Linked DNA regions of Mus musculus: all the other regions are linked to region 4. The links are chromatin contacts, called in public HiChIP or PLAC-seq maps. All regions are on one chromosome and are shown on one strand. The core of a region is the stretch at or near the end of the contact, and the rest is flanking DNA. Distances in the headings are between cores, read along the strand shown. Region 1 overlaps Pag1 (phosphoprotein associated with glycosphingolipid microdomains 1). Region 2 overlaps Pag1 (phosphoprotein associated with glycosphingolipid microdomains 1). Region 3 overlaps Pag1 (phosphoprotein associated with glycosphingolipid microdomains 1). Region 4 overlaps Gm33273 (a long non-coding RNA gene).

Region 1 (2,847 bases), core at 146-2,645, 180 kb after region 4:
GTTTTTACTAGGCAGACTTTTCCGTAGACTGGAAGTACCTATGACTCATCCTGAGAGAATGTCACCTCCCTGATGTGCCAAAGTAGTATCTCCCATATTTTCTCTCATCCCTTACGGCACGTGACTTCACAGACTCTTAAGGGAGAAGATGAGGTCATTGTTAGGATTTGCTAAAGAATAAAGGCAGTGTCTGTCATCTGAGTGTTCCAGGCACAGACAGATCCTGCTTGCAGCCCGCTGTCTCCCGTAGTGAACTTGACCCTCTGGGAAGGGGTGTGCCAGAAGCGGGCTCAGCCTTTGCTGTAGGTCAGGACTTTTTCTGATCTAGTTTTATTAACCTGGTTAATAAAACCAGAGAGGCGGAGCTGATAAATGTTAGGCTAGGGAAGTATGGTGTCCACTTCACTTTAAGGGACACATTTGACATCAGAATGGTATTTTCTTCTCCCTTTCAGAGAGAAGAAGCCACGGCAGCATAGCGGGGACCATGAGAACCTGATGAATGTGGTAAGCCTCGGTGTGGCTGTCTGTCTGTCCGAGTACACCTCTCCAGGCATGGCGCTACTGGCTTTCGACACAACTGAAGCTGGCATGGGGACGTAAATGGATATTAGCTGTGGCTTTCTGTATACTGTATGTACGGCTGGGAGCCTGGCTTGACCAGTGTTCAGGGTAGCTTCTGCAGAGATGTCTTCATGCCCCTCCTGGTCTGGGAGGGCTGTCACAAGGAACAACTAGACAATTCATCTAAGATTTCTTGTCTCTCTGCTCTGGAGAGCAGAGTCCAGCATTCAGTGTTGTCACACGAGCCCCTTCCAGAGCTAGATCTGTTCCCAAACTCAGCTCCTTAGTGCACACCCACCTAGTCCTTGCTGTCACCTTCCCTCTCTGAATGTATGTCTTGAAGCCAAGATAGCAACTGTACCTCTCTGACTTCAGTCCTAACTAGTGCCATCTGAAATAGCCCTGCTTTCAGATGAGGTTAGGCTGTGGCACTAGGGACTGAGATTTTGGCATGCATTTGGGTGGCGCTGCAGCCATTCATCGGGGCCTGGAGCCCACAGCATAGCTTGGCCTTGGTGCGTTATCGGATCGTCAGCATTTGATGGGATCCTGAGAGACCCAGCAGTCTCAAGGAGAGAGCTGTCCACCTGGGTGGTGACCTTTTGTTGTGCCCTTAAGTGGCAGCAGCCTCAGCAGCTGTGTCTGCAGGGCTGGGTTGAGCTCCCGCTGGGCCCCAGGGCAGGTCTAGGAGAGAGGGCGCTTCCTGCTCCCAGCCAGGAAGCACATATGCATTTAAACTCTGGGGGGCCTGGGCTGTTTGCACCCAGCAAGCATGTTCAGAGCACATGCGTGAGGTACCAGGCTGCCTGAACCCCCACTTCCCAGTGTGCCTGTAGCCCAAGCAGACAGGAAGCTCCTCCTGGACCCCAGCCAGGGCTCTCTTCCTTTGTCTGAGACCACCCATCACAGCCACCCCGGACCTCAGCATCTCTCCTGCCCTGACTGATGTTCTCCTGCTATTTTCACCTCTTATCTTGTCTCACTCCTTGTTCCCAGTGTCTCTATGCTCCCCAGTGCTTGCACAGGGTAGGGGAGGAATGGGGGGTGGACAGATAGGCCCTGTCTTTCTTCAGAGCCCACCTTCCTCAGTCAGGTGGACAGGAGGTTGTGGCTGAACTCAACTCGAGCCTCACTTCCTCCTAGTGCTCTCAGGAATGGCGAGACCTGGCAGCTCAACCTGAGTACTGTATGAAGCCAGTGTTCAGGGGTGGGACCAAGCTTTGCCGGTCACTCTGATATGGGCATCCACATGAACGCCGGTCATTCTCGATCTTTCATCCCCGTTATTCTGCCTGAGGACAGCAGCCTTTGCGGGCAGGGAGAGTGCCGCCTCTTCATTCTCTTCCCCACATAGGATCTCCTCCACACACCTCCAGGACAGACTGTATCCACAGGATGCCTGCTGACAGTGCCAGTGAGGCCTGCACACAGCTGCCCACTGAGCTCCTGACTTCCCTAGACCACTCCCAGTTTGCTGACTTGTTTCTCATGGGGGCTAAGATGGGAAAGAGCAGTTCAGACAGAGATTATAGAAGCTTGGCAGTGGCGTGCTATGCAGGAAGCCTTCCCTTGGTCCCCCTCTCTGTCCCCTAAGGACACTGTTTCTCCAATATGAGCATCTCAGGGTCCTGGCAAAGCACAAACACTTCAAGTCACTTTATAGCAGCAGATGCGAGCAGTATTGGCCCAAAGAGCAGACTTCCCGGACACTGGCGCACTGCTGCACTTCAAGGGCTACTTATTATCTGTTATTATTTGATTTCCCATCAGAGTCAGTAAGATTGTGAAGCCAGCGACCCAAGACTCCTGTACAGGTTGCATCAGAATTTCCCTGTGATATCCTGAGACCTGGGCTGTGTCTTGGGCAGCAGAAGCCATTAACATGAAGAGGGTAGGGTCCGACATGTTAGACAGAACACATCCAGAAGCAGCTGCTGTCTTCTGCCCTGTGAGGACTCTGCCTGCCATGTTGTTCCAGGCAGTCCACACAGCACCATCAGCCCAGAGGAACAAAATCAGTTCTCCCAAGTGTCTGTGCATCTCTGAAAGTAGGAAAGGTTTGCAAAGCAATTATTCAGTAGATGATCGTTTCAATAAAGCTCGGAAATAGGCTCGGGAATGTATAGCATTAAATGCTGTGTTGACCATGTTTAAATCTCTTCCTGTCGGGACACTTTGCTGTTTGTTTGTCACCACCTGTGTTTTAGGGATGGCATTGATCCCTGCTGGGCTCTGTTCTGACCCACACAATAATCTGTGGTCTCCATTCCCCTTGAGCTAGGA
Region 2 (3,092 bases), core at 22-2,521, 160 kb after region 4:
TCAAATTTTGAATTACTAAGAAAGGAAAGTTTATGAAAATGTTTAATAATGCTGACAGTCTGCAAAACTAAGGTCATCTCACTACATGACTTGATGGATGAGGGATGCAAAGTTGGCTCTTTAGTGAGCGAGTGTGTAAGTGCGTGACTGAGTGAGTATGTGACTAAGTATGTGAGTGCATAACTGAGTGTGTGAGTGTGTGAAGAAGTGTGAGTGTATATGTAAGTGTGTGGGTATGTGAAGAACTGTGTGAGTATGTGTGAGTGAGTCTGAGTGTGTGTGAATGAGTGTGTGAGTGAGTGAGCTAGTGAATGCATTAGTGCATGAGTGAGTACATGAGTGAGAGGGTGTAAGTGCATGCATGAAGAGTATCTGCGGGTGTGAGTGGCTCAGGACGCTTGGCTTGCATCCAGTTCTCACATCCACCTGTAGCCCCCTTGAGCCCTGTCACACACTGTTCTGTGAGTGATGTGGTGACTGTCACTGTCTCCTTACAATCTGCTATAAAATGAAGGAAGTGAGGCAGAAAGACAACTCGGTGGGTACAGCACTTGCTGTACGAACATGAAAACCTGAGTTCAGATCCCAGCACCCACATGAAAAAGCCATGCATGGGCATAGATACCTGTAAGCCCAGCACTACAAAGAGAAGAGGCAGGGGATTGCTGAGTTTTGCTGGCCTCCAGCCTTGCTCTAGGTTCAAAGGCAGACTCTGCCTTAAGGGAGTAAAGCAGAGAGCAGTGGGGCAGAACCTCTGGGCTTCACATAGGCACACACTTGCATACACTGCACACGCAGATGAGTGGAATGTAGGATTAACTGAACTGTTCTGTGACATTTGTACATTCAGGTTCAGAGAATGATTAAGTGTCTCTTGCACAATAATCTTTTGAGGAAATGGACCCTATCCTAACTCCCTACTTTCCAAGCAATTATGCAAGCAGAAACTAAAACTAAACCCAGACATAGGCTCCAGAGTCAACAAGATGGACCACATATGACAGAAGGTGAAACCGCTGCTGACCATTGATGAGGCTGCAGGGTCTCCTGACTCCTGACTTGGGTTTGATCTCCTGGTAGGGGTGCCACACAGTCTGTCTGTGTCCCACACATATGTGGGCATAGAAAAGCATGGTGTTGTGAAAGAGGGAAACATAGAAGCTATTGGCAGTGACCTTAAATGTAGATTCCTTCTGTTCTGATGCAATGTGGACCTGAACTGGGGAAAGCCAGTGTGGGCTGCTGAAGTCCCAGAGATGCAGGCAGTGTCGGGAGTGGCTGGCAATGAGTGAGCAGGATGATGTAAGGGCGGTGTGCGGAAAGGAGAAGCTTTCGGGAAGTAGCAGGCTGCTTACGATTTCCTTTGCTTTATCTCTTGAACAGTGGGAAAACGTTAAAGGCCCTAAGCTGTGGTGTGATCAAACTTCCCATTTAAAGATAGCTGTCTGACTGAGGTTGAGGTCAGCAGTATGAAGGCAGGGACCAATAAATAGGTTCCTTTCATGCTAAGATGATGGTTGGGAGAACAAGGGAATACAGCCCTGGAAATGAAGAGACCAGGGTAAGCTGAAGAGAATGACTTTAAAGTAGTGTACAAAATAGCGACATTGAGGAGCTCGAAGATGGAGTAGATAGGAGAGTAAGCCGAGAGAGGCAGAGCTAGGCTAACCTCGGATTCAATCTAGTATAACTAGCTGAAGGCTGGTGGAGGTCTCAGCCTGGAAGACACCAGGAAGAGCGGCTCAGGTGCAAACTGGATACAGAGCCCCACAAGTAGGTGTCTATACTCAGCACCAAGGCAAAATGATGGGAATTAAGCCATGCTTGTAAACTCACAGAGAAGAAGGTAGTAGAGAGGAGGAGAGAGCAAAGTAAGGGAAAGAGCCAGGGTTGGCTCTGAAGAGCTTCCGTGCTCCCTCACTGGGGGAGGACTCAAACTGCAAAGGGATCCATTCATTATGTGGTTGCTATGAGAGTATTGGCTACTTTTCTTGTTGCTGCTACAAAGTGTCCCACGAAAAGAAACTTGAAGGACACAGTTTGAGAAGATAACATTCTGTCCTGTCCAGTGGCTTGACTGAGGAATATCATTTGCTCGTCTGAGAAATACTGAAGCAGTAGCAACAGGGCTGGGTTAGAGCTGAGCTTAGGTCAGGTCAGATCCCAGTACACTCGCACACCTAACCCCGTGCCTTCACAATGCAGCGCCTGCCTGTGCCTCTTCACCACGACAGACTACTCACTGGCTTCAGAGTGAGCCCCTGCCCTCAAAAGCTCGGTGTGGAGAGGGCTAGCAAGGTTGCTCAGTGGTTAAGACCAATGCTGTACCTGACCCCTGGAACCCACGGGTGGAAATAGGGAACCAATTCCTACAAGTTTACTTCCACATACATGCGAGGTCACAAAATAAGTATTATTTTTTAAAATTACATTAAAGAATCTACATGTGCAGGAATCTGATGATTTCTCATATTCTCTGTTCATTTCAAATGATAAATTGTAAATTGTTATCAGAATAGAAGGCTGTATTAAATCAGCACGGGAAGTTGCAGGAAGTAGTGTACTTACTGGGGATCCATTCTGGGCAAAGGCACTGAATTATGCAAACTTATAAGGTACAACCGTGGCTGATTTTGATAATACTGTTAAATACCACTCATTTTTCTATGTTTGATAGAAAAATAAAACAGCAGAAATCCTGATTAGAGTCTCAGTGGCGCTCAGCCTTCCTAACTGCAACCCTTTAGTACAGTTCCTCATATTATAGTGACCCCCCAACCAGAAAGTTATTTTTATTGCTGCTTCATAACTGTGATTTTGCTACTGATCTGGGAGTATAGGTTTGTCAAAAGGTTTGAAACCAGTGGATTAGAGAGACGTGCGGACAGCCGTACATGTGTGGGTGGTTGGAAGCTGTGTTATCCATGTGAATGAACGTGTGAGTCTAGACCAGATAGAATCTCCTCAGAAGAGTGGCTGCACCCAACTTTCTGTGCCATGGCCACAGGATTTGTATTCAAGACTCTAGCTGGCTTCCTGGATGGGACCCGCAGTGTCATGTTGGTAATAAGGGTACAAGTGCAGACGCAAAT
Region 3 (2,935 bases), core at 411-2,910, 130 kb after region 4:
ACAGGCTATATCCGCATGCCCGTGGCTCCTGACAGTCACACAGCCTCCTTTCTATGGGAAAGAGTCAACTGAGTCATGGCTTACCACGCCAAAAGCAGGAATGTTCTTTTCATATAAATTCTGAGTTTTTATCTCAAATGTAGGTAGCACTTACTTGATTTTAATTGTAATATGGTAATTTACAGATTTATCTGTCACAAACTAGAAAGACTTTGAGGAAAAAAAAGTCAATTGCTTTATATTTGATCCAATGATAACATGGCTGTTACTTCAGGGGGAAAAGCCTTGTATGTTTTGAGTACCGCCAGCACTTTCACTGGTTTAGAAGTTAAAACTACGGCCTCTTTGAAGAGGAATGTGGAGCTCAGGGTCTGATCCGCAGGCCAGCGTTTTCTACAGCAAGCTGGCAGGCGTCTTTCACAGCCTGTCCACATGCCTTCCCTGCCCCCCAGACATTCTTTCTTTCTTTTTGGTTACAGGCCAAGAAGGAAGAGAGAACCCCAGCATACTGACACGTGAACGAAACCCTCTTCTGGACAACCGTTTCTCCAAGGTAATTGTGGCCGTCATAGGAAGAAGGGAGGGAACACATGCCTTGCAGTTTCAGACGACAGTGGGAGCATGGAGAGTTGATGGTCTGTCTGCTGCAGACTAGGGCTGAGTGAAAGGGGGAGAGAGAAGAAAGGGAGGCTGGTGCTTCCGTCTGCAGCCTCACTAAAAGTATCAGCAGAAGAAGACCATCCCGCCCTGGGAGGTCATGGGACTGGGCAGCAAGTGTGTGGGAAAAGAGGGAGCGGGGAGAGTCCTAGTGTTTAGACTGAAAATTGCATTCATTCCTTTATGATGAAATAGTGGAGGGATTCTAACTAGAGGTCAAATAAAGTATCCATTCTGTATGTGTCATGCAGGTGATCCTGGACCAATGCTTTGTACCAACTAAGACTTAACAAATAAGAAAAGAATTTAAGAAATCTCTGCGTGGGGGGGGGGGTCCCTGAAAATGCACACCAAGTTAGCCTTTCAGTGGTTCATACAAAATGCTTTATAAATGTCTCATTTTAGAAGATAATGTCCTTAATACCACTTCTAAAGAGGAGCTGAGGGGGAGACACAGGCAGACCTCAGATCCTAGTGGAGTGGGCCACCCTCACCTTGCACATCCACAGGAATAGCTCCAGGCTCTCCCTTTGTGAATCATATTCTTAGTAGGCACCAAGGCTTACAGGCAGCAGTAGAGCCCATTGTCAGCTTCAGCACTCGTGACTCGCCTCCTAGGCCCTGAACACAAACTGCTCTATCATTTCTATGAAATTCCTCTTTTGCTGTTTAGTTTTTAGCATAGGGCTATTTTCACTAGGCTGAGATTTTTATCTGATAAAGCGCTTCCTTTTTCCTTACAAAGTGTCTGTGTACTCACATCCGCAGGGATGAAACAATACACAACTAGATTTGAAATCTTCTTGTCTGCTTTCTCTGATTAGAAGATCATATATGGCTGGCATTATTCCACCCTTGGTGTTGTGGAAAGCAGTTTCAGATGGAAGGGGAGAGCCAGCTTCTGGCCTCCCCCTCCCTGGCAGTTCTCAGAAGGGTTGGGGGAAGTGTAGGCTGTAAGTTGGAAGAGAATTTTGTGATACTATTCATTCTCGGCTCTGACAGAGAGGACATTGTTTGCTCACTGTAATAGTCTTGGCAGGGATCTCTGCTGTGCATACAGAATGCGAGCAGAGCAGTGGGAACCGCTGAATTCTAAGAAACACATCAGCTTGGGGATTTTTTTTAAATACATTTTAATAGCTTCTCATTACCAAGATGCAAGTTATAATTTAGGAAAACATTTTCCTTGGTTCCTTTCTTCACACTGCATTATGCATGTATTACATAAAAGGTCCTTATGAGAGTAGGGTGCCCATCTAAGCTGTGGCATCAAGCATTTCAATCCTAGAAATTCAGAAAGACATCCTGCGCGCTGCAGACAGCCTCGAGGCTTGCTCCTTGTACATCAGCACTCCTATCAGTGCCAGCAGTGTTAGCTTGGAGCTCCTGGGAACAATTATGTGCAGACAGTAATCAGTGTATGGCAGGGACACGGTGAGAGTACCACCCGCGGTGTGACACACAGAGAACGTGCATAACTTTTAAAGACCCCAACTTCAGAAGGAGTTTCTGCAATCTGGATTGTGTGAAAGGAGGACAGGAGCTAGAGCTCAGCGGCAGCAATGTGCCTGGTGTGCTGAGAGTCTGCATTGCATCCTGACTATTACAAACCACGGTAATAATGATGGTGATGGGTGAGCATAGGCAGGACATAGAGGAGTACATTGATATGACAGTGTTTGGGACTGAATAACAGATACCAATAAAAATAACTAAGCTCTTCAACCTTCTCCACCTCCTTTTTTTATTCCAATGGATGCATTTTAGATAACCTGTTTTTAATATAAAATTTTTATATAAATATACAGGATTGCTGAGGGTGTGGGGTAGAATATGGCATTGTATGGAGGCATACGAGAGACGCAGGGCCAGCCACTCCTGCCTGTGTCTGGCGGTCTGTGGAGGTGTTGCTTGTGTGGCAAGGATACCTTCAGAGGACCTGCTGGCCTATCATTGTTTCTCTTGAGGCTCCTAGAACCACTGAGACTCCAGGCCTGAGCAGTGTCACTGTCCTTGGCTCCTGGCTTTTCACACCTGTGAGCACAGCTCATCATAAAAGGGACAGGGATAGGAAGGAGCTCACAGGCAGCTAGATCCTTTTAGCTGCAGCTGACCTGAAGGGAAGAGAAGAAGGGTGTTGTGTGAACATTGGGGCAAGGCATCCTTACCCACTGTGAAGAGAAATGGTTATGACAGAAACCACCCCAAAGGCTGCATGGTGTTTTCTTGTTTGACAGATAATTTATGGCTCCTGGGAAGGGCGGGATAATCTGCATAG
Region 4 (3,219 bases), core at 677-3,176:
CAGCCTGGCTGGCCATGCACTGGCGGGCAATGGCCGACCTGTTATTATCTTGTGCAGACTCTGGCTCAGAGCTCCGCAATCTCTCCACCCAGCTCACTAAGTTCCCACTGGTGGGTCGTTACCATGCCAACCCTGGGCTTCACATCCTCTGTGGCCTTCATGGTGTACATCAGGCAAACCCAGGCTTTGCCACCATACCTTTCTCTCTTGAATCCAGACGAGCCACTGCATGAAGGAAAATGCAACACAAACTTAGTTCAGATATGATGGTATCACTCCCCAGCCCCCCCGAAATGATGGTAACTCAATCGCTCCCCAGCCCCCCGAAATGATGGTAACTCAATTGCCCCACCCCCACCCCAGAAATGATGGTAACTCAATTGCCACCCCCACAGAAATGATGGTAACTCAATCGCCTCCCCCCCCCCCGAAATGATGGTAACTCAATTGCCCCCCTACAGAAATGATGGTAACTCAATTGCCCCCCCACCACAGAAATGATGGTAACTCAATCGCCCGCCCCCCCCCCCCCGCCCCCGAAATGATGGTAACTCAATCCCCCACCCCCCACCCCCAGAAATGATGGTAACTCAATTGCTGGGCATAGCAACTAAAATCCTAATCTTGTAAACCTTATTAAATCTGATTCCTCTTGTGGTGAACCCGCCATTGAAACCAGAAGACACTAGTAATTACAACTTGTCCTACACTGTCCCTGTCCAAAATGGGCCTCTCTCCTGCTTCCTCTCTTCCTCTGTTCAACCGGGAATTCCCTCCTACTCGCCCAGTGATTGGCTCCTTTATTCATTAGGGGATTGGTTCACAAGAACTCACCCGAGTATGTGACTTACTCCTCGTCCGCAACCCCTTCCAGTAAAGCGGAATTAGCACCAAAGTACAAGTACAAACAGCACCAGGCCCATCCACAACACGTATTTCTTAAACTATTCCTACCAAACGCTAGGCAGGGACTTTGATTGTTCTATTAAATTTCATTTGAACTTTCCCAACTCTTCTTAGGAAACCCTGGTGTCTACTGTGTCAAAATGACGCAAAGTGCATTGTAATGTGCTCAAGGCATGAGAATGTCCCAGATGGGACTGGAAGTGGCCACATGGGCATCTAGACACCATTTAAGGAATAATAAGAGCCCAGGGGCATGATGAAGGAAGAATAACACAAACAGCGAAGCCATGGCTGCAGAAAGCTCACTGTAGTTAGGCCATCGAAAGTAATCCCAGGGCTTATTAACCCTTCTTAGTGAGATGAGTTTATTACAGCACCTTTTCTAAATGTATTTGTTATAATGTTAAGGGCTGAACTGATTGCGACATGATTATTATATTTTCTTAACTTATGTGAAAGGCTGGGCATGGTGGTATGTATCTGTAATCCTAACTACTGGGGAGGCTGAAGCAGTAGAATCATATGTTCGAAACCAGCCAAGACTGTAGGCAATACTGGGACATCCTTCCTCAAAATAGACCAGCGAATAAGCAAACCCATTGGCTGATAGAAGCCAATTAAATTTTGAGACCATGTAAAAAGAATTAAAGTTCTTTAGTCTCATGAAACATCTAAATGTGTATCTTTACTTTTCTCAAGGCAGCAACCGTTGAAGGAAAAAAAATTTTTAAATGGGCTTCAAAGAATGTAAGGGCTGGAGAATGCGGAGGAACGCTGAGAAACACTGTCTATTGATGAACTCTCAACCACCGTGCTGACCTGCACAAGATGAAGCCAAGCCAAACCCCAGTGCGTAAAGGGAAGCCATTGCCAACTGGTGATTGTTGGAAGAAGGAGAACTGATTTTCTTTAGGGAGGCAGACCCTGGGAAGCTACCTGAGCCATTTGTGGAGGAATCACCCTGTGCACGTATTCGCAGCACTAAGTTGACTCAGTGAGTATAAAAAGAAAAGCGCGTGGGGCGGAGAGGGGAAAGTGGTGCCTTGGGAGTCGGGCGGAGAGGAAGTAGAGCAGAAGGAACTCAGGGTAGATTCGATTCAAACTCACTTTAGGACACTTTATGCTTTTCAGAAAGGTCATTGAGGAAGACAAGAGAGCTGTTTAAAATATTGATTGGAAAACAACTATGAGTATGGAAAGTTGCACTTCTAAATCTAAACACACTTTCAAACTTTCCAATGCCTTGAAAAGAGCTAGATTGGCGATCCTAAAATGAAAAATTATCTTAATGAGTTACAAATTTAGAAAGAGATTCTCCAGTTGTGTCTAATTTAACTTGATAGTTAAGTGTTCCAAAAATATATCTTTAAATTCCTGCTGCAAAAATGTACATAGTGATGCTTAAATTAAAATGACTTTTAGAGTTAGGCACATGCTACGTGTCTTCTTGGTCACCTTTCTCTTTCCTTTCTGTGTATAACCAATGGTTGGATGAGTATTGATAATTTTTTAACCATATTTCTTATTTAATTTAGTTGTTTATATTAAAGGATAATTTAATTAACTCTTTGAAATGTCTTACTCTTTTATGAGTTATATTCTTTTGAATTTTATTTCATTTACATTAAGGTTTAGTAATAGCTGATTGACAAGGTTTAGATGCTACTCTGGTAATGGCAGAAATAAAATACATTATTTCAAATATTCAAATGTCCCCCTTCTTGGGTTTTATTTCTAATTTAACAACACCAAAAGTTCATCATCTCCAACCTTTAAAAACATGAAAATTTGAGACAAATGATTAGAGAAAAGATTTGACTGTGTATTTAACAACATACAACTGATGCCGCCACTAAGACTGGGGATTAGTGAGGACAGGGTTTGGTCCAGGAGACAGTGATGGGGGATTTGAGACCAGTTACTGTTGTGGATGGCCCTGGGGCTAATTATATTTGATGTTAATTCTGTTCTCCAGTGAGTAGCCTCTAACAAGCAAAGAGTCAACACTCAGGTGATTTCCAGTAAACCTGCTTCCCACCTTAATTTGTAAAATAAAGGAGAGCTGATGATTGGGCAGATAAAAGGGAAGGTGGTGGTGGAGAAAATGGAAGAGGGAGAGGACGCAGAGGAGGAGGAAGAAGAAAAGCAGAGCAGAAGCACATGGCCTGGAGAAACCGCAAGTTCTAAGGGGTCTCATAAGCTGTAGAAGATGGTAGTGTAACGGTAGATCTGCCCAATCTAGGCTCACAGCATGTATTCATACTAATTGTGTTGTGTTTTCCTTGCCGGGGTGTATTTGGGAGGAGATTTACC

The links. HiChIP or PLAC-seq counts read pairs in DNA pulled down with a chosen protein or histone mark.
Region 1: a contact with region 4 is called in an H3K27ac HiChIP or PLAC-seq map of microglia, with 5 times the contacts expected there. The contact joins two enhancer-like sites. A contact is called at or near these places in 4 of 15 datasets of contacts at CTCF or cohesin (CD8 T cells, the NIH/3T3 cell line, large pre-B cells and 1 more), 6 of 484 Hi-C or Micro-C datasets (the HPC-5 cell line, bone marrow-derived macrophages, centroblasts and 2 more), 8 of 115 datasets of contacts at active chromatin or transcription factors (the HPC-7 cell line, bone marrow-derived dendritic cells, bone marrow-derived macrophages and 4 more) and 3 of 9 other capture datasets (adipose tissue, embryonic stem cells and liver).
Region 2: a contact with region 4 is called in an H3K27ac HiChIP or PLAC-seq map of microglia, with 3 times the contacts expected there. The contact joins two enhancer-like sites. A contact is called at or near these places in 2 of 15 datasets of contacts at CTCF or cohesin (CD8 T cells and pro-B cells), 4 of 484 Hi-C or Micro-C datasets (bone marrow-derived macrophages, embryonic stem cells and myocytes), 8 of 115 datasets of contacts at active chromatin or transcription factors (CD8 T cells, acute myeloid leukemia, bone marrow-derived dendritic cells and 4 more) and 1 of 9 other capture datasets (embryonic stem cells).
Region 3: an H3K27ac HiChIP or PLAC-seq map of microglia shows a contact between it and region 4, with 4 times the contacts expected there. The contact joins two enhancer-like sites. A contact is called at or near these places in 7 of 484 Hi-C or Micro-C datasets (CD8 T cells, bone marrow-derived macrophages, centroblasts and 4 more), 4 of 115 datasets of contacts at active chromatin or transcription factors (CD8 T cells, bone marrow-derived macrophages, effector CD8 T cells and 1 more) and 1 of 9 other capture datasets (embryonic stem cells).

Annotation. Positions count from the first base shown.
Region 1 is chr3:9,702,364-9,705,210 of GRCm38.p6, reverse strand. It overlaps Pag1 (phosphoprotein associated with glycosphingolipid microdomains 1), which reads left to right. Exons shown (of 9, transcript NM_001195031.1): 5 at 456-507. Among named protein-coding and RNA genes, the nearest start is that of Gm33169, 41 kb to the right of the region's middle. Within about 2 kb of position 1,395, at least 22 of the 459 cell types and tissues checked have an H3K27ac peak or open chromatin away from gene starts, as enhancers often do. A contact at or near this core is called in microglia, where this site is marked.
Region 2 is chr3:9,723,595-9,726,686 of GRCm38.p6, reverse strand. The region is part of intron 3 of Pag1 (phosphoprotein associated with glycosphingolipid microdomains 1); the gene reads left to right. Among named protein-coding and RNA genes, the nearest start is that of Gm33169, 62 kb to the right of the region's middle. Within about 2 kb of position 1,271, at least 48 of the 459 cell types and tissues checked have an H3K27ac peak or open chromatin away from gene starts, as enhancers often do. A contact at or near this core is called in microglia, where this site is marked.
Region 3 is chr3:9,750,031-9,752,965 of GRCm38.p6, reverse strand. Pag1 (phosphoprotein associated with glycosphingolipid microdomains 1) reads left to right here. Exons shown (of 9, transcript NM_001195031.1): 3 at 480-553. Among named protein-coding and RNA genes, the nearest start is that of Pag1, 82 kb to the left of the region's middle. Within about 2 kb of position 1,660, at least 156 of the 459 cell types and tissues checked have an H3K27ac peak or open chromatin away from gene starts, as enhancers often do. A contact at or near this core is called in microglia, where this site is marked.
Region 4 is chr3:9,879,793-9,883,011 of GRCm38.p6, reverse strand. Gm33273 (a long non-coding RNA gene) reads left to right here. Exons shown (of 3, transcript XR_387542.3): 3 at 1,606-2,384. Among named protein-coding and RNA genes, the nearest start is that of Gm33273, 3.9 kb to the left of the region's middle. Within about 2 kb of position 1,926, at least 10 of the 459 cell types and tissues checked have an H3K27ac peak or open chromatin away from gene starts, as enhancers often do. A contact at or near this core is called in microglia, where this site is marked.